7 separate regions of the Mus musculus genome follow, and all the other regions are linked to region 3. A link is a contact called in public promoter capture Hi-C and targeted proximity ligation data. All regions are on one chromosome and are shown on one strand. The core of a region is the stretch at or near the end of the contact, and the rest is flanking DNA. Distances in the headings are between cores, read along the strand shown.

The links. Promoter capture Hi-C pulls out the DNA fragments that hold promoters and counts their contacts.
Region 1: a contact with region 3 is called in a promoter capture Hi-C map of hippocampal neurons, with 9 times the contacts expected there. A contact is called at or near these places in 12 of 39 promoter capture datasets (cranial neural crest, embryonic stem cells, frontonasal cranial neural crest and 7 more), 5 of 484 Hi-C or Micro-C datasets (B cells, cortical neurons, palatal mesenchyme and 1 more), 10 of 130 datasets of targeted methods (acute myeloid leukemia, astrocytes, embryonic stem cells and 2 more) and 1 of 9 other capture datasets (embryonic stem cells).
Region 2: a contact with region 3 is called in a promoter capture Hi-C map of the HPC-7 cell line, with 6 times the contacts expected there. A contact is called at or near these places in 4 of 39 promoter capture datasets (the HPC-7 cell line, cranial neural crest, liver and 1 more).
Region 4: a promoter capture Hi-C map of pre-B cells shows a contact between it and region 3. A contact is called at or near these places in 5 of 39 promoter capture datasets (the 3T3-L1 cell line, cranial neural crest, hippocampal neurons and 2 more), 1 of 484 Hi-C or Micro-C datasets (muscle stem cells), 5 of 130 datasets of targeted methods (astrocytes, embryonic stem cells, forebrain and 2 more) and 1 of 9 other capture datasets (liver).
Region 5: a contact with region 3 is called in a promoter capture Hi-C map of pre-B cells, with 4 times the contacts expected there. A contact is called at or near these places in 5 of 39 promoter capture datasets (the C10 cell line, cranial neural crest, frontonasal cranial neural crest and 2 more), 1 of 484 Hi-C or Micro-C datasets (B cells) and 1 of 130 datasets of targeted methods (large pre-B cells).
Region 6: a promoter capture Hi-C map of pre-B cells shows a contact between it and region 3. A contact is called at or near these places in 2 of 39 promoter capture datasets (cranial neural crest and pre-B cells) and 4 of 130 datasets of targeted methods (embryonic stem cells, extraembryonic endoderm stem cells and pro-B cells).
Region 7: a targeted proximity ligation map of astrocytes shows a contact between it and region 3, with 4 times the contacts expected there. A contact is called at or near these places in 2 of 39 promoter capture datasets (cranial neural crest and hippocampal neurons) and 1 of 130 datasets of targeted methods (astrocytes).

What each region holds. Positions count from the first base shown.
Region 1 is chr19:17,135,176-17,138,128 of GRCm38.p6, reverse strand. All of the region lies in intron 9 of Prune2 (prune homolog 2), which reads right to left. Among named protein-coding and RNA genes, the nearest start is that of Prune2, 180 kb to the right of the region's middle.
Region 2 is chr19:17,322,268-17,325,402 of GRCm38.p6, reverse strand. No RefSeq gene overlaps it. Among named protein-coding and RNA genes, the nearest start is that of Gcnt1, 33 kb to the left of the region's middle.
Region 3 is chr19:18,711,436-18,714,522 of GRCm38.p6, reverse strand. D030056L22Rik (RIKEN cDNA D030056L22 gene) reads right to left here and starts at 1,288. Exons shown (of 2, transcript NM_001374130.1): 1 at 864-1,288. The coding sequence starts at 1,199.
Region 4 is chr19:16,779,244-16,782,194 of GRCm38.p6, reverse strand. It overlaps Vps13a (vacuolar protein sorting 13A), which reads left to right and starts at 1,262. Exons shown (of 72, transcript NM_173028.4): 1 at 1,262-1,525. The coding sequence starts at 1,426.
Region 5 is chr19:17,249,870-17,252,965 of GRCm38.p6, reverse strand. No RefSeq gene overlaps it. Among named protein-coding and RNA genes, the nearest start is that of Gcnt1, 110 kb to the left of the region's middle.
Region 6 is chr19:17,355,190-17,358,472 of GRCm38.p6, reverse strand. It overlaps Gcnt1 (glucosaminyl (N-acetyl) transferase 1, core 2), which reads left to right and starts at 1,806. Exons shown (of 3, transcript NM_173442.5): 1 at 1,806-1,916.
Region 7 is chr19:16,954,328-16,957,610 of GRCm38.p6, reverse strand. It overlaps Prune2 (prune homolog 2), which reads right to left and starts at 1,493. Exons shown (of 20, transcript NM_181348.4): 1 at 1,319-1,493. The coding sequence starts at 1,354.

The DNA of each region.
Region 1 (2,953 bases), core at 104-2,603, 1.6 Mb after region 3:
CACAGTCTATTTTCTTTACTATTTAAATTTAATTATCCTACATTTTTATGTTCTGGGCATATTACCAATTATAATGCCAGGAAAACTTTCATCACATGAAGACTTTGAGATGGCTTATTCTGAAGCAGCTCCCATCTTCCTCTGTGGGAGGCTGGGGGGGGGGGGGGCTTTGAGGAGGGGGAAAGGGTAGAGATGGGGATGGTGCTAGAGCCCTGGAGCTCTGGGGTGACTAGGCAGGGATGAGTGGTGGTGGTGGGGACTGGGGCTGGGGTGGGGCGGGGTGGGGCTGGGGTGGGGCTGGGTGGGGCTGGGTGGGGCTGGGGCTGGGGCTGAGGCTGGGGCTGGATGGGTGGGGTTGGGGTGAAGCTGGGGCTAGGGGCACTTTTCCTGGTTGGATATGGGTCTAAAAACTACTCACAAAATCAGTTACTGATACTAATCTGTAGAGAGTCGGGCAATTGGTGAAAGGATGCCCCTCTCCCTTAAAACATGGCCAGTGCTCTCTTTGCAGGGCAGTATCTGCCACCCATCACCTCTGCCGGGTAGAAATCGAGTGTTATCGTCTAAAGTGGCCAGGGGCACTTTATCGTTAATTGCTTACACAATTTACTTTTTCAGCGAAATACTGACATTTCATACATAAAATAGTGGTTCTGTCTCTTGATTCTGATAGGCCAGTGCGAACAGCAGAAGCCCATTTTTGAGAGTGACCTACTTCTGTAGCTTAGAAATCAGGTAGGTTGTAAATGTTCTAAGATTTATCAGAAAAATATTGAGAAGTGGGTGTTGTTATAGTAGCTTCGATAACTTTTAGAAACGCAAAATGTGAACTCCTCACTACTCCGGCAGCCTGCCCACACCATCCAGACATTACAGTCATCCTCTCTCGGCGGTCTCAACAGTTTTAACACGGTCACTTCCTCTAATTTATTGTCTGCATATTTATCCTAGACATAAATGAATAAAAATTGATTATAGCTATGCAGAGGTGTGTTAGATAATTGTCTGCAGCCAGGAAGGGGGCGAGAAATCGAAAGCTTGCCTGCTCCTTGGTTCTGAGCTGGTCAGCTGTCGGGTGTCAGGGGTGAGGGACCGGGCAGAATCCAGCCTCCTCTTGCCCCCTCCTCCCTCCTCCAACTTCCCAGCGGCAATAGACAGGCTTCAAGAAGGACTGTCTCCATTGCAATCTCTCCTCGCCCGGCCCAATCTTCCTAAAGTCTGACCAGGACCCACCTACCTTCTGAGGGTGACAGGAGGCTTGCTAGCGAGAGGAACAGAAAGATGCGCGGTTCTGGCGCTTCAGCATCTCCCTTCTGGAGCAGTTAACACCAAGTACAGATTCGCCTCCATTTTCTGGTCACGTGATCCCTGGCACATCTAAATAAGGCTGATCACCTGCCTCCTAGATCTCCTAGTGCACCAGCCTGCTGTGCCTGGCGCTGGAGCAGAAGCTGGGAAAGGCAGCGTTTGGGAATAGAAAATACTCCCGCGGGATTATGGAGTCACAAACACCCTCTTGATTTTTATGTCATTTTTACGAAAACCGCTGCCACTCCTTTCTCTGAATAAGGCTGCATTTGAATTTCTTCAACATACAAGTTTGAAAGAGATTCCGTTCCTAGAAACCTTTTAAACACACACACACACACACACACACACTACCTCTACAGCGTATCTACAAAAAAAGGTAATTGAGCATTTAATGAACAATGATTAAGATAATACAGAGAACCATAAAAAAACATAGAAAAAATAGTTCTAGAAAAAAAAAGTCAGAAAGTTCTAGAAAAGCCAGGATGCCCACCCAAGACTCATACAGCTCTAAGGTGCATGGTGGATTAAATATGCTGCAAACAGAGATTTGAGTTTGAATCTAACCTCACTTACTAGCTAGTTTGCAGGAGACTATGACAGCATGGCGCCTCAGCTCTCCAGCTCACAGACAGCAATAATAATGCTACTTTAAAACTGTAAGATAACCTATCCAGCGGGGCTGGGTTGAAATAGCTTTGCAGCAAATGTTCACTACTATTAATTCTAGAATTGCCAGCAGAGACTGGGGATGCCATTCTGCTAGAAAAGCATTTGCCTCATGTGTACAGTGGTCTTGGATTCAATCTTAATAAGCCAGGCATGGTGACGCATGCCTATAATCCCAGCATCCAGGTGGAAGCAGAAGGAACAGAATGCCAAGGTCATCTTTAGCACAATAGCAGTTGTGAAGTCAGCCTGTGATACACAAGGCCCTCTCCAAATGAATGAATGATTCAATGAGTAAGTAAATAAAGAAATATATATATAAATTACAAAATAGAAATGCCATCTGGAGTACCGATATAATTATGGCAAGTAAAGTATCAAAGGACATTTATATAATAGATGGGAACATAATCAGTTTCAGCCCAATTGTTATTTACTTATTTATTCATTTATTGAAAAACTGTCTTGCTGGGTTGAGGCTGGCCTCAAACTAATGGTGGTCCTCCTGTCTCTGGGGTTACAAATGTGAGTCACCATGCCCAAACTTTATACCAACTCTTAATTAGAGACACTTTTAAAACTCACATTTTGGGCACTGTGATTAAAATGCTTCCTGTTCTTGCAGAGGACCCAGATTCAGTTCCTACCACCCACACCAGGTGACTGACAACCACCTGTAACTTCAGCACCATGGCATCTAACACCCTCTTGAGCCTCCTCTGGGTACCAGCATGCAAATGGTACACATAAACTCATGCAGACACTGGTACACACACACATAAATAAATTAAATGTTTTTTAAAAACCTCAAAGCTTTTGTAAAGTTGTTCAAGCTTTAATTTTATGAATATCAATCTACATTATCAGATAAAAAATATGGATGGTCTAGGCTTCTTCCAACAGTTACATAGCAACAGCCACATACAGCCTGGCTTGCTATAAAAGGGACTGCGCTCTCTCTCTCTCTCTCTCT
Region 2 (3,135 bases), core at 298-2,797, 1.4 Mb after region 3:
GAAGCAGATTCTAGAAAGTAACAAAATAGATGGATTTTCAATCTTTCTCAAAACTTGAAAACACAAATTTATAAAAGACTACCTTTTTTGTTGTTGTTTGCTTGCCTTTCTTTCTTTCTTTCTTTCTTTCTTTCTTTCTTTCTTTCTTTCTTTCTTTCTTCCTTTCTTCCTTTCTTCCTTTCTTCCTTTCTTCCTTTCTTCCTTTCTTCCTTTCTTCCTTTCTTCCTTTCTTCCTTTCTTCCTTCCTCCCTCCCTCCCTCTCTCTCTCTCTCTCTCTCTCTCTCTCTCTCTCTCTCTCTCTCTCTCTCTCTTTCTTTCCCCTGCTAGGGAGACTAGCAAGCTCTCAAATGCTGGGCAGAGCTACTCTCAGTTCTAGATTGATTGATTAATCAATCAAACTGATTGATTAGTTGACTTGGGTATGGTCTTGTAATATAAGCCAAAGGGGCCTCAAACTCCTGATTCTCCTGCCCCAACTCTCAAATCTTGGGATTCCAAACATGTGCCATTCCTCCTGGTTTCAGATTTATTTCTTTAGGGCGTGCGTGTCTTCATGTGTGTGTGAACTCACTACAGGATAACCTCAGGTGTCATTCTTCAGAACACTGGGCACCCTCCTTTGAGAAGGGTCTTGCTGACCTAGAATTTAACAAGCAGCTTAGGTGAGTTGGCCTACAGGCCCCAGACACCTTGTCTCTCCTCCTCAGTGCTGGAACTGCAAAAGCCATTCTGTCCTGCTGTTCATTTTTACATAGTTTATGGGGGCTCAAGCTCAGATTCACGTGCTTGGTGGACAAGTACTTTACCAACCAAACTAAATCTCCAGCCCCAGCATTTCCCATTACCAGGAATGTGCTAATCTAAACCAGATTAGGGATCAAATTAGCAGTTTTGATGCCAATGGATATTTTCAAAATATTCATTCTCAATGCTTTAGAGCTTGTCTTGAGGAAAACTACGTATGATGTGGCCTTCTAGAATAACAAAGATAATGAACAGAAATACGTGCTTGGGGTGTTCCCCAGACTGCACCTTTTTGAGTCATTCCCTCTAGCTCCATAAAATTGCTGGCTGTCAAATCTGTATTTGGAGCTTGTATGTCATATGGTTTGCCTTAGGGAATCCTACTCCCTCTGTATCTTGCATGTTTACTCAAGGCGGAGGGACCCTGCCACCTTCTTGTTACTCCAGGAAATATTTTGGATTTAAGTTGTGGAGCTTAGCAGCCTGTTTTAAGGCCTTATGCTTTTGTAGCTATGAGATTTCTCAGTTGTATAGGTCAGGAAAAGCAATTTCCAGAAGTAGCCAGAAGAGCGATGAATATGCTATCAAGGGGGTGGGGTGGGGTAGTGCTAGCACTGGTGTTATTTTATGAAAGAGCCATCCATGCATACGTAGGATATGTCAGTCTGTCCTCAAGATTTCAGAGTGCTTGGGTTGGTGGCGGTTTTGCATTTGGCTCCTTAAAAGGTACATATGTGGGGTTGGAAAAGTGCCTCAGAGGTTAAGAGCCGTTACTGACCTTCCGAGGATGCAAGTGATCACCAGCACCAATGCCAGTGACTCAACTGTGAGGCTTAAAGAACCAGACCACCACAGCCCCACTGAGGCTGAAAGGTAAAGCTTTATTTGGGAAAATGAACATCCAGGCTGTCTCCAAAAGAAGGGAGAGTAGCCCCATGAAAGGGGAATTTTTATAGGTTTTTATTGAAGTTTTATAGGTAGGGTGATTTTAGTTATGGGAAAAAGAACCATAGAAGGCAAAAGGGAGCTCTGTAAGCAAACTTTTATGAGGCGGGCCCCTGGCTAATAGGATAGCAGAAGCCTGTGGCCAAGCTGTTCTTGTGAGATAAGGGGTCAGCAGACTTCAGAGAAATGCAGACCGCCCAGTTTGCGTCTCCATATCTTAGAATACTCCATCTGAGGGTAGCCTAACAACAACCTCCTGTAACTCCAGCAGCAAGGTACTGACACCCTCTTCTGGCTTCTTTTGACACTCCAGACATAGGGTGTTTATGCGTACAAACACAAATGAATGAAAATAAAAACATCTTTAATACACATATATGAATTTATTTATTTATTTTGTATTAGGTAAGATTTTGATGTCATGCTACTTACCAATGAGAAATGGGTGTTTGTCTTTAGCAGAACGAGAAGCCACTCACTGTCTCCCAAAGTGCCTATGTGAACATCCCGCCGTGGGCGTGGCTTCGATAAGCAGTGTCCGTATAGAAGATTCTGTCTAACTAGAGAGTTTTGTGCAGTCTGTGTGAAAGATTTTTTCCACATTTAAGATTAGCTGAGAATAGAAATCAATGTCATTCCAAGAAACCATTGGAAGAAATTCTGGACACTGCTGGTTTAAATATTGCTAGACGTTTATAATTTACTTTTGTTGTCTTTAGACACATTAAGAAAATGTCCTGGCCTAGATAGAATTCTCTTATTTGACTTGATTTAAAAGAAATGTTTTCTCATTAGAGACTTTTTTTTACCCTACCCTTCCACTCAAAGAAGAACACCCACTTTAATATGTTCCTTGAAGCCCATTCAACTGATGTTTACTGGGCATTAGTTTACTGCATGCTCTACATACCTTGCAGGTAAGGTTACGTCCTAGCATAATCGCCTGTACTATTCTAGGTACAACTTGTAAAGGAGTTAGCTAGACAGGCATGACTCAGAGGGCATCTGTTGTTTTCAAGCAAAAACATCTTCTATTGTTTCAGCTCTCCTCCCAAAGCTACTGCTTTGCTTTGAGTATAACTCTTCTTGGGGGGAAGGCAGGTATGCTTGGTTCTTCCACAAAGCAAGACCACTAACGAACTTTCTCTCTCTCTCTCTCTCTTCCTCCCTCCCTCCCTCCCTCCCGCTTCCTTCCTTTCTTTTAATAGCAAATGCAGTAAGAAGTCACGTAGGTAGAAACAAATAGTTCACTAATTTTGAAGTTGTTGAAAATGATCCCTTAAAGGGCGCGTGGAGATCAGAGAGAAAAATAATGAAGAAGCATGGTAAATACTAAAGCATCATTCCTTTCTCTCACTCTCCGTCTCTCTGTCTCTCTCTGTCTGTGTCTCTGACTGCCTCTCTCTCTGTCTCTCTCTGTCTACCTGTCTCTCTCCCTAACCCCCC
Region 3 (3,087 bases), core at 39-2,538:
AGGGCTACACGAAGAGAAAATTTCCGTTATCTTATCAACTTTGTTATAAAATAACTAGAAAAGGACACTGAGCAGACGCATGCCAAGGTGGCTGAGTTTGGCGAGCTCTAAGAATCACCCTTGCTTCTTCACCTCATGCTCCACCAACTTATGCAAGAACTGCTTTAAAGAAGGCTCTTGAGTCCCTAAGTCGGGCCAATGCTGTGCGATACATATATAGTATGGGTTATAACTCACTCGAAGGCCGGGCAGTGGTGGCCCACGCCTTTAATCCCAGCACTTGGGAGGCAGTGGCAGGCGGATTTCTGAGTTCAAGGCCAGCCTGGTCTACAGAGTGAGTTCCAGGACAGCCAGGGCTACACATAGATAAACCCTGTCTGAAAAAGCAAAACACTCACTTTAAGTTTTCTAGTCACGTGTCTAAAAATAAAATTAACAAACAGTACACCCAATATGCGGCAAGTTGCTTCGTGTGTAACACAGTTCAGAACCCGACCCTTTATCTTAAAACATATTTGGCGCTCCTACTCTTCTTACACTTAAAACACATAAGTTTGGTCAAGTTATATTTCTAGTGTATTCTGTCTGATCACATGGCTAGCGGCTACCAAAACAAAGCAGCGGAGAGGACAGTGAGTCCAACAATCCATTCTCACAGCACTGAACATTAGGAGTTAACAGGTCCTCTGATGAATGCTACTGGAAAGCATGCTAGAAGTTCTACAGCATTCCCCATCAAATTAAACGCCTCTCTCCCGTTGGTCACTGAGCTGACCCTCTAGGGTCCAGCCCGTCTGGCCCACTCGATGGCCCGACTTCCGCGGCCTGGCACCGAGCTCCGGGCTAGTGAGTAGCGGACCTACCTGGCTGTGCACCCCGTCGGCTACCTGCGGGCTGCCCGCGCTTTCTACTCTGTCGCCGCCGCCCGCGGCCCGGGGTTCCTCCTGCTCGCCAGGAGGTGGCTCTCCGGGCTCCCGGCTACAGCCCTGCAGCTCCTGTCTGTCGTCCCCGCCGCCGCGTCGCTTGCGGGGCGCAGACGCAGGCTCCGCCATGATCCCCGCGTCCCCCTGGCGCTTGAGGGGCCGAGCCGTCCCAGACGGCGGGACCCAGAGCGGCGGCTCCTCGGGGAAGTCGCTGAGCAGGAGCCGCTTCCAAGGCACGCGGAACGTGAGCGGCTCAGCCGCACGCCGCTTGGCCATGGGCCAGGGACGAGGGTCGCGCGGGCGGCGGGCGGAGGGCGAAGGGCAGCGCAGAGCTCGGCTGTCCCGAGGGCGGACGAGACGTTGTGGGGGAGCCACCGCGCAGCGCCGGAGTTTCGAACCTGCGCCGTGATGCGCGCGCACCTGCGCCCATCCAGCACAGCCGCTGGTTGGTGGAGGCTCGCGGTTCGCGTTCCCGAGCGCCCTTGCGGCCGGAAGTGCGCCCTCTGAGGGGGCGGGGCATGGGGATGTGGATGGAAGGAGGCCGCTACCCCCTGGCGGCCTTCTTTTGACTTGCACGGTTGTTCGCATTCCCCTGTGTGTGCGCCTCTCGGTCCCCAAGCGAGGACTCGGGCAGGAGCGGCCGAAAGACTCCGCGGCCTCAGAGGTCCCAGCGGCAAGTGCGCTGGGGCCCTTTCCTCTGTGCTGCGATCCTGGGGCGGCGGAAGTGTCTGCTTAGCCCGCAGCGGCCTGCAGGTTCCAGGACCTCTCCAGTGGGTGGTGTCTTGGCAGAAAAATGTAAACCGTGGCAGAAATAAGTCCGTACTTTTTTTTTTTTTTTTTTTTTTGGTAAAAAGCAAAAAGTAACTAAAGGATAGGGTGCTTGCCTACCATGCCCAAGGCCTTAGATTCTATCCCCAGTGCTGCAAGGATAAGGAGAAAACGCAGTAACCAAACAAAACTAAGGAAAAAACAAAACAAACAAAAAGAAACCAAGCCCATCAACGCTCCGGAGAAACATTCTTTCTAGGGCATGGTAGAGCTGTTTTAGCTGATAGGTACTGTGTATGGGTGTATTTATGAATATGCGCCATGTGCATGCTTAAATATCTCTAGATGTAGTTGTAAGCCATCTACACAGAGAAACTTCCTTCCAGCACTGGGGATTGAACCTACGGCCTTGGGCATGGGAGGCAAGATCTCTATCCTTGAGTTACTTTTTGCTTTTACCGAAAGACTAAAATACTGGCTCAAACAAACCCATCACGGTTTGCATTGGTGGGAGGACAGCAAATAACCAACAAGCACAAACAGCGTTATCGGTAGTGTACAGAAAGTTCTGTTTGATCGCTCCATTTCCTGTTTGCACTTGGTAATTCTTCCACCTGGAACAAATGATAAATTCGCCATTGCCATTTTCACACTAGTGACACAGATGATTTGTTGTGCGGAGACCATGTTCCAACACAATAGAATACAACATGGGCAGGTGTGTTCCTTCTGTTCTCCAGAATCTTGCTGCCCTCCCCCCACCCCGCCCCTCATTCCTTGTGATACTTAGCATTATGTACACAAGGTAGTATAAAGCATATGCATAGCTAAAATGACCGTAACACGCAAGTGTCCCTGCCTGGCTTCAGAAGGGAAAGAGCATCTGTGTGCCTCTTCACTGTCCCGTTTCTCTTTCCTGTCCCCAAGTAGTCTTGTTTCGGACCATGAATTACTACTTCTTTGTAATTTCCCCCTCAGTCCACTCACTTATCTGTATTTCTAAGATGCTTTTTTGGATTTGCTAATATTTTAAGATATACTAAGATCTAGCTGACATACAATACGCTGCTTATTTTTAGACGTGGCATTTTGCCATACATACACATGCGCCTGCGAAGACATGAGAGTGCATCGCCTTAAAAGCTTTATCTTAAAAGTGGTTTGGAAAACCTTTAGTCCTAGCACTCGGGAGGCAGAGGCAGTCTGTGAGTTCTTGGCCAGTCTGGTCTACAGATCTAGTTCCAGGATAGTCACGGCTACACAGAGAGACCCTGTCTTGAAAAACAAAATCTATAAATGCTAAGAGCATTGTTCAAAAATGCGTTGTACAGATTTATTACAAAGTGTTTTTCTGAATGCTTTTTATAGCACCAGAGGTTGTTTATTATTATTATTA
Region 4 (2,951 bases), core at 13-2,512, 1.9 Mb after region 3:
TACCAGGTACGGATGTAGAAAACACTTATACACACACACAAATGAAATTTAAAATTGTGCTAAATAAAAACTCATTAAAAAAAACCAACATGGATGAAGGTTTAGAATCTTGATAGAAAAATCCATGAAAACAGAAGGGGTCCTATTTGGGAAGAAGGAATCAGTCAATAGGACAAGAAAGAGTCATGGGTAATAAACGACCAAAATATACACATTTATCAAGATGTTATAATGAAACCCATTATTTTGTAAAATATATGCTAATATATTCTTTAAAAGCTTAAAAAAGTTTACACTATTTTTGCTCTTTTTTTTTTCTGAAATAAATTTGAGATACTTGATGACTATGCACAAAATACACTCAGTGCCAAATCAGGATGTGCCTTGCGAAGAGAAAGTTGAAAGTGTACTGCTGCCTCTGAAATCCTCAGAGGATTAATGTCGGTTCTGTAAGTTGCACCTCTGTCTTGTGACCTCAGGACTTTGGGACCAATTTTCTCTAAGTCCAAGCGTGGAGCGGAGACACTACTTATTTTAGCTTGGCCACTAAGGCTCAGAGGTGTCTTTCTTGGTTCTTGGCAGGCTCTCTGCTGTCTCCGGACTGACTCAAACGTGCTACTCTTTAACATGACTGGCGGCTTTCACATAAATGATTTGACCGGAAAAAGGTGCCAAGAGCAGTTGCACATTAAGAACTTGGAATTTATCTCCCAACTTTACTCTCCCTCGCCCCTCCTCAGCACAGATTAGTAGCTGAGGAAGTAAGGGAAGGCAACTGAAGGGCCAGTTCGCATCCTTGCCAGGAGAAGGGAGAACGTCAGGAAGTACCCAAGCACCAAGGCTGGCCGAACCTCACAACTGGTAATAATGGGGGAAAAGCGTCCTGGGAAACTGCCTCAGGAAACTTCCCGCAACCTCGCACCAAGCTGTACACTCTCCACTCTTTGGATCCCGCGATCTTAGTTTTCTCTTTCGGAAGCGGCGTTCCTGTCGGTTATCATCACGCCCCGCCTCCTAGAGAAAGTTCGCTGCGGGTAAAAAGGAGAATCATTCCGGGGCGGGGTCTCCAGCGCTCGACTGGTGTTCTGTTGCTAAGCGACGGATAGGAGGCGCGGCCGGCGGGAGAGGCCCGGCGGTCCGCTCGCGGGCAAGGGCGGGCCCGCGGCTGCGCAGCCGCCGTCCTTCACTCTCGCTCCCGGCCGCGCCTCCAGTTCCGCGTCGGTCACGCCCCCACGCGCAGCCCGAGCTGCGCACGCGTGGTGCGAGCGGCTACCTTCCTTCTGTGGGGCTCGCGGTCGGGTTGAGGGGACCCGGCAGCACCCGCACCGTAGCTGGAGCGGGCCGGGAGCCGGTAAGCCGAGCCGTCTCGAGGGAGGAGCAGCCCGGGTAGTGCCGCGGTGCCCTCCGCGGCAGAGAGGAAAAAAAATGGTATTCGAGTCGGTGGTCGTGGAAGTGTTGAACCGGTTCCTGGGAGACTATGTGGTGAACCTGGACGAGTCCCAGCTCTCCCTGGGCATTTGGAAAGGTAACGGGGTCGCCGCTCCAGGGTCGCGGGAGACGGCGGCGCGGTTTCTCGTGGCTTCGGTCCTTGGCCAGCCCGGCGCCGCCACCTGCAGCTGCCCGCCTCGCCCTTCAAGTTATGTAAAGCGGGGCGGCGGTTCCCGGGCGGGCGGGCGGGCGGCGCGAGCCGTGAGGTTGGGGGAGGCGCTGGCTGAAGCCTCGCGTCCCGGTGGGGCCGGGTGCTGGTGACCCTTGGCCTCCGCTGGGCAAGGGAGGCATCCCTGGCAGTTTGGCCCCGGGCTGTCAGGAAGGCTCCGGCGAGCCCACGGGGAGTCGCACGCCGACTTGCACGTGAAGACCAGGCGCCGTCCGCGAAGACACCCTTCGTCCCTTCCCTGCCCCACTTCACCGTGCTTTCTAGGCGAGTTCCGGTCCGGCCACTGAACTTGGACTTGGGTGTTGCTTAGCTGGGACAGGCAAATGACAGGGGGAATAAAAGGAAAGGAAAGCCCCTTTCAGAGTATCTCAGAGTTACTTAGGTTTTCAGGTCGCAGCCTGACCAGGTGGGAATGTGGGTGTTTGTAAGACCTGAGTTTTTTGTTTTTTTAAAGAACGAAAAGAAAATGCAGGAAAACAGACGGTCAAAATGTAATTTGGGCTTTCCGTTTCTCGGACCTGACGAAGACGTGATGAGCACTCCTCTCTGTTGCTTAGATGGGAAGGGCTGCATCTACCCCTTCACTGCAATGATTTACCTAATACAGTGTCTTATTTTTAGTGTTTCCATCTGTATTGCATTAGACTCTTGTTTATTTTAAGTAGCTATTAGCAAGTAGAGGCCTTTTTTGAAATGAACGTTCCAGGCCAAAGTTAGGGTTAATTATTTGTGTAAATAGTGTGTGCATTCTCTGATAATGTACTTACTTAAAACTTTCTAAAAGTTCTCGTTTATCTTGAGCCTTCTCATTTTTGAAATAATGAAAACAAGTAATTTAGTTTTATTAAACAAACAAGCCCTCAATGTAGCTAGGTACCTTCTTCCACGATAACGTGGGCAATTGATCTGTAAGAGCTAGCACAGCCTCTTTGAGATCAGGTACTTGCAAGTTGCTTAGTCTGCGCTGCTTCTCAGTTGCAGAGTGAGGATAACAAAACTCTGTAGCTCAGAAAAAAAGCCTGGAAGAATATCTGAGCTGGTACCTGGAGAGATGGCTCAGTGGTGAAAAGCGCTGGCTACCTTTCCAGATGACTTGGATCCAAGCCTGGTGTCCACATGACAGCTTACAATCATCTGTCCCAGGGCATCTGCCTTTCTCTTCTGGCTCTAGGGGCCACTGCACACAAGCGTGTAGTGCACAGACATACACACAGGCAAAACACTCATACATACAGATGAAAACAATAAAATGAACAAGAAAACGTTACTTGAACAGTGGTTTGATTTGTAGTGA
Region 5 (3,096 bases), core at 171-2,670, 1.5 Mb after region 3:
TGCATCTTATTTTAATAATATTCTTGCACAACCATGCATAGGAAAATGCTGCTAGAGTTCTTTCCCAGGGAGAAACACAAATGACATAAATCCCTCCTTGTAAGGTCCTAGTGACAGAGGTACAATTTTTCCAAAGTTTGCTCTGTGAGTTAACTGCGGGGGGAGGTGAGTGTTCTTCCCTGCCACAGGAAAGACATGGAAAGCTTTTATCCTGCAGGAATGAGGGCTTCCCTGGAGCCACATAGACAGAGTCCTCTAACCCCCACTATCCCATTCCCTGACTGTATACTCTACAGTCCCTTCCAGAAGCCACAAGCAATTAAGGTGGAATTGTGTACAATAGGTGGTTGGGAGCAGTTAGATACTCAGATGAGGGTCTGGTGACCCTCCCCACCCCTCCATGAGAGGGTGTAAATGGCTAACTCCGGCTAGGATTATCCTTTGACAAGAGGGCAGAGCTGAGCTCTCCAAGGTGACAGTTGCTTGGCTCTTGGGGTAGTCACTGACAATAGCATAGCAATGATAATTCGATTTTCCCTAAAAGTTCATTCACAAGACATAGTTTTCTTTACTGTGCATGTGTCCAAAACTAGCCCAGGCTAGAGTAACCTACGCACCCTATTCCAGGATGCTTCAGGAAGTGTTTGGCTATAAAAAGGGGAGTTTTTGGGTGTCAGCAAGCACTATAGGTCAAAGTGTCCTGAGTGCTTTGTTTTGGTCTCTCTGTGTGTGTATGTGTGTGTGTGTGTGTGTGTGTGTGTGTGTGTGTGTGTGTGTGTGCTGCTTGACACACGTGGGGGTTTTAAATTGCTAAGTGCATTGTTGGTAAAGATGTGTGTATGTAGCTCAAGTTAAGAGGGGCCCTCAATTGCTAAGCTTTCCCCACACTTGTCTGTCCCATTACTGTGAAAGCAAGACTGACTGTCCCCAGGCCTGGGGGTGTAACTTGGTTAACAGTTTGCTTGCCAGGCACACACAAAGCCCTGCCTTCAGTCCTCCATATTGCATATACAGATGTGGTGTTGCATGCCGGTGATCCCAGCATCCAGAGGCGGAGGCAGGAGAATCAGAAGCTCACGGTGATCCAGGACTACAAAGCAGGTTTGAGATCCACCTGGGATCTGCAAGCTTTTATCTCAAAACACCAAATCTTCCTGGCTTGTAACCCAGAAGAGCAACGAAAGGGCTTCCAAGCTGAGGGTGAATTTCGCCTTAGTCGAGGGGTGATTCTATTTCATTTCTGAGATTGAAAGTGAAAGGAGACATGAGAGTTCTGAATTTCTTTTCTCATTTTAGTCTCAGGAACTTCTTGAATGTAAAAAAAGTAAAATTTCAGTCAACCGTGCCATGTTAAGCCGCAGTAAGACCAGGCACTTCCCCCTATGCTAAGGCTGGACAAGGCAACACAACAAGAGGAAAGAAAAGAGCCTGAGACAGCCCTCGCTCCCACTGTTAGGAGTCCCAGGAAAAGACAGAGCTACGTAACTATAACACACACGCAGAGGGCCTAAGTAAGTTCTAGGTAGGCTCTGTTTCTGAAGAGAAACTGGGGAGGAGTGGATGGGGGCAGGGGTGGGGCAGAGGGAAGGTATGGGGGAGAAAATGGGGGAAGAGGAGGGAGGGGAAACTGGTTGAGAAAAGGAAGGAAGGAAGGAAAGAAGGAAGGAAGGGAGGGAGGGAAGGAGGGAGGGAAGGAGGGATGGAGGATAGAAGGAAGGAGACAAGAAATATATTTATATATATTTTAAAGTAATATTTCTCTTTTATACTTTTTTCTTTTAAAAACGGAGCATGCTATTACTCCTTTTCTAACAACAACAACAAAAGGAACAATTTTTTTGAGCACACTGGAAGAAAGCCAATGGCCTGGGCAGTTAGTAGAGTAACACCTGCAACTTAGAGCCATGGGCCATGAGCAGGAAGGGGCGGGATGCCTTCCTATGCTCTGCAGGAAGGGGCGGGATGCCTTCCTATGCTCTGCTGAAGTTGCTATGTTTGCAGCTTCTGGATACACAGTTCGTGCCTGGAAGGAGGAGAGTCCAGACGAGCTGGTGTCACAGCAGAGGTCGCAGGACAGCAGGTTGCATTCACGGTGGCTCCCACTAAACTTCTAGAACATCTAACTTCTTTAAATCATGAAATGGCTCAAATAAATGCAGAATAGAGTGAAGGCCATTTGAGATCAGAAATGAAGCAAGGCAGGAGAATGTATTCAGAAAGAAAATACTTCTTAAAAGTACACACACACACACACACACACACACACACACACACACACACACATATATATATACTTCTTAGGGAGGAAGCAGGTTGGAGGAAGAGGAAAACTGGAGTTACTTAGTAGTAAGGGTGGAGGCTCCAATGTCATAAAGGTTCAGGGGTTGTTTCCACAGCATGAGTTTTCTTATATGTACTCTATGTGTTGTGTGTAGTTCTACATAGAACTTCACTTATACATGTCTCTAACACCTTAAATCTCTATGAAAAGTTGAGCCCTTTAGGATTATGATGGGTATTGGGTCATACACTCTGGAGTGCCTCTGTACCAGTGAATGCTGCAGGGGTTTCCAGTTTTCCTCCTTGCCCTCTCGTTTTCCTCACATGCCGATGTTGCAACCATTTTGTAACTTCTTCCCTGGCTCTCTGTCGGGGCTGCTCTCCTTCCTCATCACTACCCTGATTCCACAGTGTTGAAGATGCCCCTGTGAATGGAACACTTAAGAGTGTTTCGGAGAGATGTCATGTTGATGTGCTGCGGCAGTGACTTAGAAAGGCTGAGGACACAGACCCTGACCATATGAAGAGGCCATGCTTAACACAGGCGTCACAAAACAGCAGTGTTCAGTGTCCCAGGGAATGCAAATGACAGACGAGATTCTATCCCTTCTGGGTTATTTTCCTATATTAGTCATCTACTGCAAACGATGCCCAGAAGGAAGTCATATTTCATTCCCTCCACTTCTTCCTGGTTCACGCATTAGGAAGCATGACTGGTGAACATGCTTGCTGTGGCTGAAATAAAAGCCAGTGTGTCGTTTTGTTCAGTGTTTCTGTTGCTCTGGTAGGAACACAATGCACGTGTGTGAATGCAGC
Region 6 (3,283 bases), core at 557-3,056, 1.4 Mb after region 3:
GTGGGTGCTAGAAACCAACCCCAAATCCTCTGCAAGAGGAACAAGTACTCTCCAGCCTTAGACTTATTCTAAAAGCTGACAATGCACATTAAAGTTAGAAGGTCAGAGGCTGACTCAGTGGTGTAGCTCAAATAATCAAAGCATTTGCTTAACATGCCTAAGTCCCTGGTTTCCATTACAGTACCCAACTGAAACCAAACAAACAGAAAACAACACAACGGAAAAGGAAGAGGTGTGTGTGTGTGTGTGTGTGTGTGTGTGTGTGATTCTTATAGATATTGACAGCTCAAAACACACTTAAACTACATAGGATAAACCTCTGCAGGGCAGATTAGTCCAGAAAGGATGGGGGAGACAGCTCTTTCTCATGAAAACAAATGACAGGCTGACGTTCAGATGTCACATCCTGACATTCCGTGTGCATGACAAAATAAATCATAAACCTCATGTGGGAAAGGGCTCATGTCCTTTCTCTGTTCTAGACCTAACACATAATCCACTATAAAAGGAGCTGGAAGTGTGGCTGGTCTTCTAGATGATCCCAGTTCAATTTCTACCACCCGCAGGGAGACTCACAGCCATCTGTAACTCCAGTTTGAGAGGACCAATGGCCTCAGAGGGCACTGTATGCATGTGATGAACATACAGACACACAACACATCCATGCACATAAAATAATAATGGAATTAAACTTAGAATGCATTATAACATTACTTTTCTGCATAAAATTAGAGCAAGAGAGCGAAAACTGTCACTGGAGGGGAAATCTCTTAAGGAAAGGGTCGAGGTTGAAGGAAGGAATCATTAACTCCCAGTTCATTGTTTCTGCAGGTGGCCAGAGCTGATGTTGCTTTCCCCTGGAAGACTCCAGGGAAAGGGGGAGGGGCAGGGAACAGGGACAAGGCAAACAAAGCAATCTTCCAAGAGTCAACCCCTAGAATAGAAGAGAGGAAGGGGCCAAGCTTAGCAGAAAGGACACATGGGGCTGGAGTTGGCATGAACTGGGGTGTTATTGTTCCACTCAGTAGACACCACTATCTCCTGTTCTGTTCTGTTGCGGGCAGTCCTTGGGGCAACCTCTTCAGATCTACAGCCCAAGAGGGTGAATTTCACAGATTGGTGCTTCCAAGACAGCTCAGCCTTGCTTTCTACACTCCCACGGATAATGTCTTCTATCCTTGAGGGGCACTAAGCATGCTCACCTGAGACCCACATGCTTGCAAACTTGTAGTTTCTCTAATCTGTATATTTGTGTATTGTTTACTATGTAAAGCATAACGTGTAAAGTGAGTTAGTACTACGAATTAAAGTGCGAAAGAGGAACCAGCTTTCAAGTAAAATCAGGATTACTTGGCAAGCTGCAACCAAAAAACTGACATTGCTTGTGAATATATTGGTTATTCAATAAATTCTGACATTCTGGTAACACAAAATGAGATACAAGGTTTATCTAGAAAATGATAAGGCATGGGCGACTCTAAAGTTGATGCAGTATAAACACGTTGGGCATTTTAACTTTTTACTTATTTTTAAGATCAGACAGGACAACAGTTGGCACATTTCCTGCTTCAGAGGAAGAAGACATAAAAGTTCTTAAAAGATCCCATCCAGGTAGCTTGTCCTTGGCCCAGAGAACCAAGAATTCTTAGGAAGCAAGAGGAAGTTTGGATTCTAGTTTTCTTCCCGGACAACTGCAACTCCCAGAGGGCGCCCTCACCTCGAGCGGTGGCCGCAGGTGGGCGAAGTGGAACCGGGGGCGTGGTCTTAAGGGTGGGCCTGGGGGCGTGGTCTCGAGGGTGGGTCCTAGGGCGTGGCGCTGGCTCGGAGGTCTGGAGCGCAGAAGGCTGAGCGCGCCAGTATCCGCTTGGCGAGCCGATCCAGCACTGTTTCGTGCGCCCTGCAGGCACAGGCTCCAGGTAACCTAGGCTGGGCCAGCGGTGGGGTTGCCCGGCAGAGTTGGACAGCACCGAACCGGATCTAACGGGCGGGACGGGCTGCACCAAGGAGGCAGTGGTGCTGGAGCAGGGAGAGGGCGCTTGGTTCGGGAACCCGGCTAGGATGGAGCAGGAGTCCTCTTAGCACTCTCCTTCCGGTCCTTCGGTGGGACGCGGATACACACGTGGCATCTAGAAGTCACTTTCTGACCACTCTTTCCCGGACTGGTGCAATGAGTGAGGGCTTAGAAATCAGGGTTGGTTGCAGGCATGAAAAGTAGAGACGAACGGTGTCTTGGGCGCCAAAGACTTAAACTTCGTAAGGCCACAGGCCAGTGTAGAGACGTTTGTGACTCCCTGTTAGAGCGCCGACCGAGAAGCCGACGCTGGGGCAGAGAATGACTACTTTAGGGTGATTGCAAACAGACTGGCCAGTTTGGGGTCCAAGCAGTCGCCGCTCTTCCTCTTGCCTTGGGCTGCAGGTCTGTTACAAAAACGGGTAATTCTTCTTAGACATGTTAGTTCTTTAGTTTTTGCTTTTTCTTGGGTTATTACTTTTTCTTTTCTTTTTTTTTTCTGCCTTCCTCCCTCCCTCCTTCATTCCTTCTCTCTTTCATGTGGCTTCGAACTCAAAGAGATCTTCCTGCTTCTGTCTACCAAGGTTAAAGATGAGCGCCATCACACCTCAAGAGTGAGAAGAAGTCCATCTCATGCGCATAGCTGCTCCCAGTCTTAGTTCTTTCAGTGCAGAATAAAAAAATGCAACCCCTTTCCCCGTGCAACTGTGGAGGATCCTCCAGTGGAGGATCCGAGCTTGGCTCTGCAAAAAAAAACAAGTGTCAGCTTGGTGTGTACTCTTTATCTTTCCTTTTCGCTGCAGAAGAGAACTGCTTTGTTACAAATAATGGAGCTAGAGGCAAACTGGTAGGTAGGAGGTAGTGTTCAGAGAGAGCACTGGTGCGTTGACTTGAGAAGGAGGGTGGGTGGGGCTGTGACCTGAATTTGGTGAGTGGTGGTGGGGGAGCAATATGATTTCTTCCTCTGGCCTGCTGCCCCTATTTAGAGCTGTTCTGAAAGGCGGGTTTGTCTTCTGGAAAGGAAGAGGAGGGGTAGACAGTTTTGTTTTGTTTTGTTTTGTTTTAAAGATCAGAGTAAATTATCTGTTAGTAGACAGGGACCCCTCTGCAGAGGATTGGAAGAAGGTTTCAGTTCTGGAAAGATGGAAAGCTACAGGTATCTCTGCTTTCCTTTTTCCTTCCTTCTTCCTTCTTTCCTTCCTTCCATCTTCCTTTCTTTTTCAGGTTTTAAAGGGAGGAAATCTAGCTTTCTTAGCAATGGCTAATTAGGAA
Region 7 (3,283 bases), core at 244-2,743, 1.8 Mb after region 3:
CTGACACACAGGCACATCCCACAAGCTTCCAAGGTTGACTTCACGTTTCCAACATCTTTCTCCTATTCCTAGGTGAGCGGTGGGTGCTTATTTCAGTAAAGACACAAGGCCGAGACTGAGTTTCTGCAGTAAATGGCTTTCTTTTCTTTTTCCAGTGTATCTTAGTGAAACTTCTAAGGGGTCAAAACCCACAGAAGTGATCAGACACTTTCTCAAATCTGAAACTAATCCTCCCAAACACTGCTGGTTGCCAGACTGGAGGTCGGGATGGACTAAAGGTAGGAAACAAAGTATCAGTTTTAATCAACCTCAATGGCCTCTTTTTAAAAAGAAAGCGGAAAAGAAAGAAAAGATGTCTACACTTGATGCTCTGGTGGCCCTCCCTGCCCTTTGTTTTGCCCCGGTGACATCCTGCCTTTTATTGGAGGCACCACCTCAACAGATTTTAGTAGCTTCTTCTGTGAAGGTTTAAAGGAAACAGGCATCATACATTATGTATTTTCTTTTATGCCAAACCCATAAAAGTACTTTTGGTCTTCACAAAAGGTACACTTTCTAAATAAGCCCACCTTTTGTTTTTTAAGTGCCAAGACTGAAACATTTCCTTTATGGTCATTATTATTATTGCCATGCTAGAGAAAAGTGCCTCTCCTGTTCGGAATGGGTAGCAAATGTGGAAACACAATGAAATTGCAGTTTATTGTTTACATTTTCAGACAGAAAAATGCACAAGACCATCATGCGGGGCTCTTCCCTCAGCCCCATCAACCTCAAAATGAAGCCCCCTCAACCTTCAGCCTCTGCCACAGGGTGTGGAGAATACCCTGGAATGCCTCTAAGTTCAGCTCTGAGCAGGCTCTGAGAGTTGCCACCCTGATCCAGGCAGAGCCCTGGCCCTCACAAGGGCTTTGCCACTCCCAGCCTAAGTACTGTCCCAGGGCTAGGTTCTTCCTTTTCACACCTACAGGTCTTGCATCTGGGGAAAGCTGGACTTTTTTTCCTCCCGGAGGATCACCACCCTCCTTCACCCACTGTCTGAGCAACTCTCTCAGGACTGAGGCTCAGGAGACCAGTCACATCAGTTCAGACAGGCCTCACCACTCCACCTCTGCACCTTGCCTGACTGCGGAGGAAGATCGCTGATACTAGAGTTGCAGAGGTTCTTTGCTGGTGCAGCTCGCACACACAGATAAGTAATCCGCAAAGTTGTTTTCACCCTCCTCATCCTCCTCTACTGTGCATCCTCTCCTCCCGACTCCAGCGGCACACACCCACACTCAGACACACAGACACACGCACCCCTGCAGCTTCAATTTACCAGTTTAGATTTGGCGCGTTGCAAAAATTCTTCCATGTCTCTGCTAGGAACTGGGACCAGGGGTCCGGATGGAGAGCGCCGAGAGAGGAGAGCTGCGGTGGACTTGAGCGGGATCTCCAGAAAGTGGTCGCTTTGCGCAGGGACCAGCCGCTCCCTAGGCGGGCCGGCCGGGACTGAGCCCTCCTTGCTTCCTCTGGGCGGCTTGCCCAGCCCACGCCCCGCGGCAGCTCCAGCTCCGACTCTGTCCTAATAAGGAAAGTGGGTGTGCCGCCCGGGAGCCCAGGGACCGCCACCAGCCTGCTGGCACGCGCGCGCCTCGGGGGCCCTGACGCGGGGCAGCTGGTGGGGGTGGCGAGGGGCTCCTTGGCCAATCGCAGAGCCCCGCGGTGGCCTCCTGACGCGGTGCGCTGAAAGATGCTGCAACCATGGACAGCGCCCAGAAGTGCATGCCAAGTGCCAGGCAGGGTCTGCTGCAGTGACACTGCTGCAGGCCTCAAGGCAGCCAGCAGCCAGCAAGGAAAGGTGGGAAGAGGGGCACTGGCCCCAGGAGGAGGCCTTGTCCTCGGCCAGCGCCTCTCTGGCTGGCTGGCACTGTACTGAGTGCCCCAGTGGTCACTTAATGAGCTGGTCTGTTGCCCTGGCCCAGAATGCACTCAGGGAGAGTGGCTGGAGCTGGGAGGGAGAGAGGGAGGGATCAACCAAGGGAGGGCAATATTGCTGAGCTAAAAGCATGCGACCTTGATGGCTATTAACCAGAAGAGCTGGCTGGGAGGTTGTGTAGGCTGCAACTTTTCTCCCTACCCTACAAGCATACCCATCTAGCAACCGACATCCGCAGCTCAGCACAAAGTAGATTAGATGCCTTTGCGTCGGCCCTGCGGCTAATGGATAGCTATGTTCTCAGGCAGCCTCTGTATACTCTGGATATGTATGTTCAGGGAAAGCTGGGCAGCACAAGACGGTAGTTTCACAGACCAGCATCGTGAGCATCGCTGAGCTGATTAGAAATGTACTCTTGGCCCCCACCCACTAAACATGTGTCAGTTTCTACACCATTCTCAGATATGTCTATGTACACTCACATTTAAGAAGCACGGCAGCAAGCATCTACATCTGCAGCTATGAGAGTATTCTATACCAGGGAGGTCTGTGTACTTTTGTTATTCTTACTTAGGTTCTCAGACTCCTTTATTCACAGAGTGTTTGCACACTGCCTGTAAGAATCCCATTGCCTTCTCCTTAGCCCATAATGCCTGACTTAACACTTCATGCCTCAGCACAGAGGTGTTCTCTAGCCTGTCTCAGGGTCCTGTTCCTGTCCAACTAAATCAGCATCAAGCGATGTGAAAGCCACCGGATCAGCCTGGTGTCGGTGTGCTGCCCATGAAATGCAGCCATGAAGCTCCGATTTCTAATGAACTCCAGCACGTGTCTGGATCACTGACAAGGTAATGAAACAGAGATTTCTGGACCACATTTGCAATTTCAAATCTGCCTGTGTGTGCTTGAGGCTGTGTCGATCTACCAGTCTCCCAAGGTTTGCACAGGTTTGGCATCCAGGGGTCAAGCTTGTTGTTCACCGTGGCTCCCTGACAGATTCATTCATGGGTGGAATCACTGCCCTTTCTGCATTTTCTATTAGCAACTTGGGTTTTCTACTGTGCTATAAATTGCTTGAGTGCATGGTTATATCCTCTCACAAGCTGTGAGCTCCACAGAAACCTCACCTACCTCATTCAGAGCTGGGTCTCTAACACGACACGTGTTACGTGTTTATAGACCCTCAGCTAGACATAGGCTAATGGATAAACGTGTGTATGAGAAGAGTGGTTTTGTGCGTGTGGGGGGTGGTGGTGCACGTGTTGTTCTTTCTAACTCTGAGTCTCTGTTACTTTCTCACTCTTTGTATGCACTTATACATTTCTTAATCAAATCATTTTTCATTCAGAAAACCCTAAAGAGAAG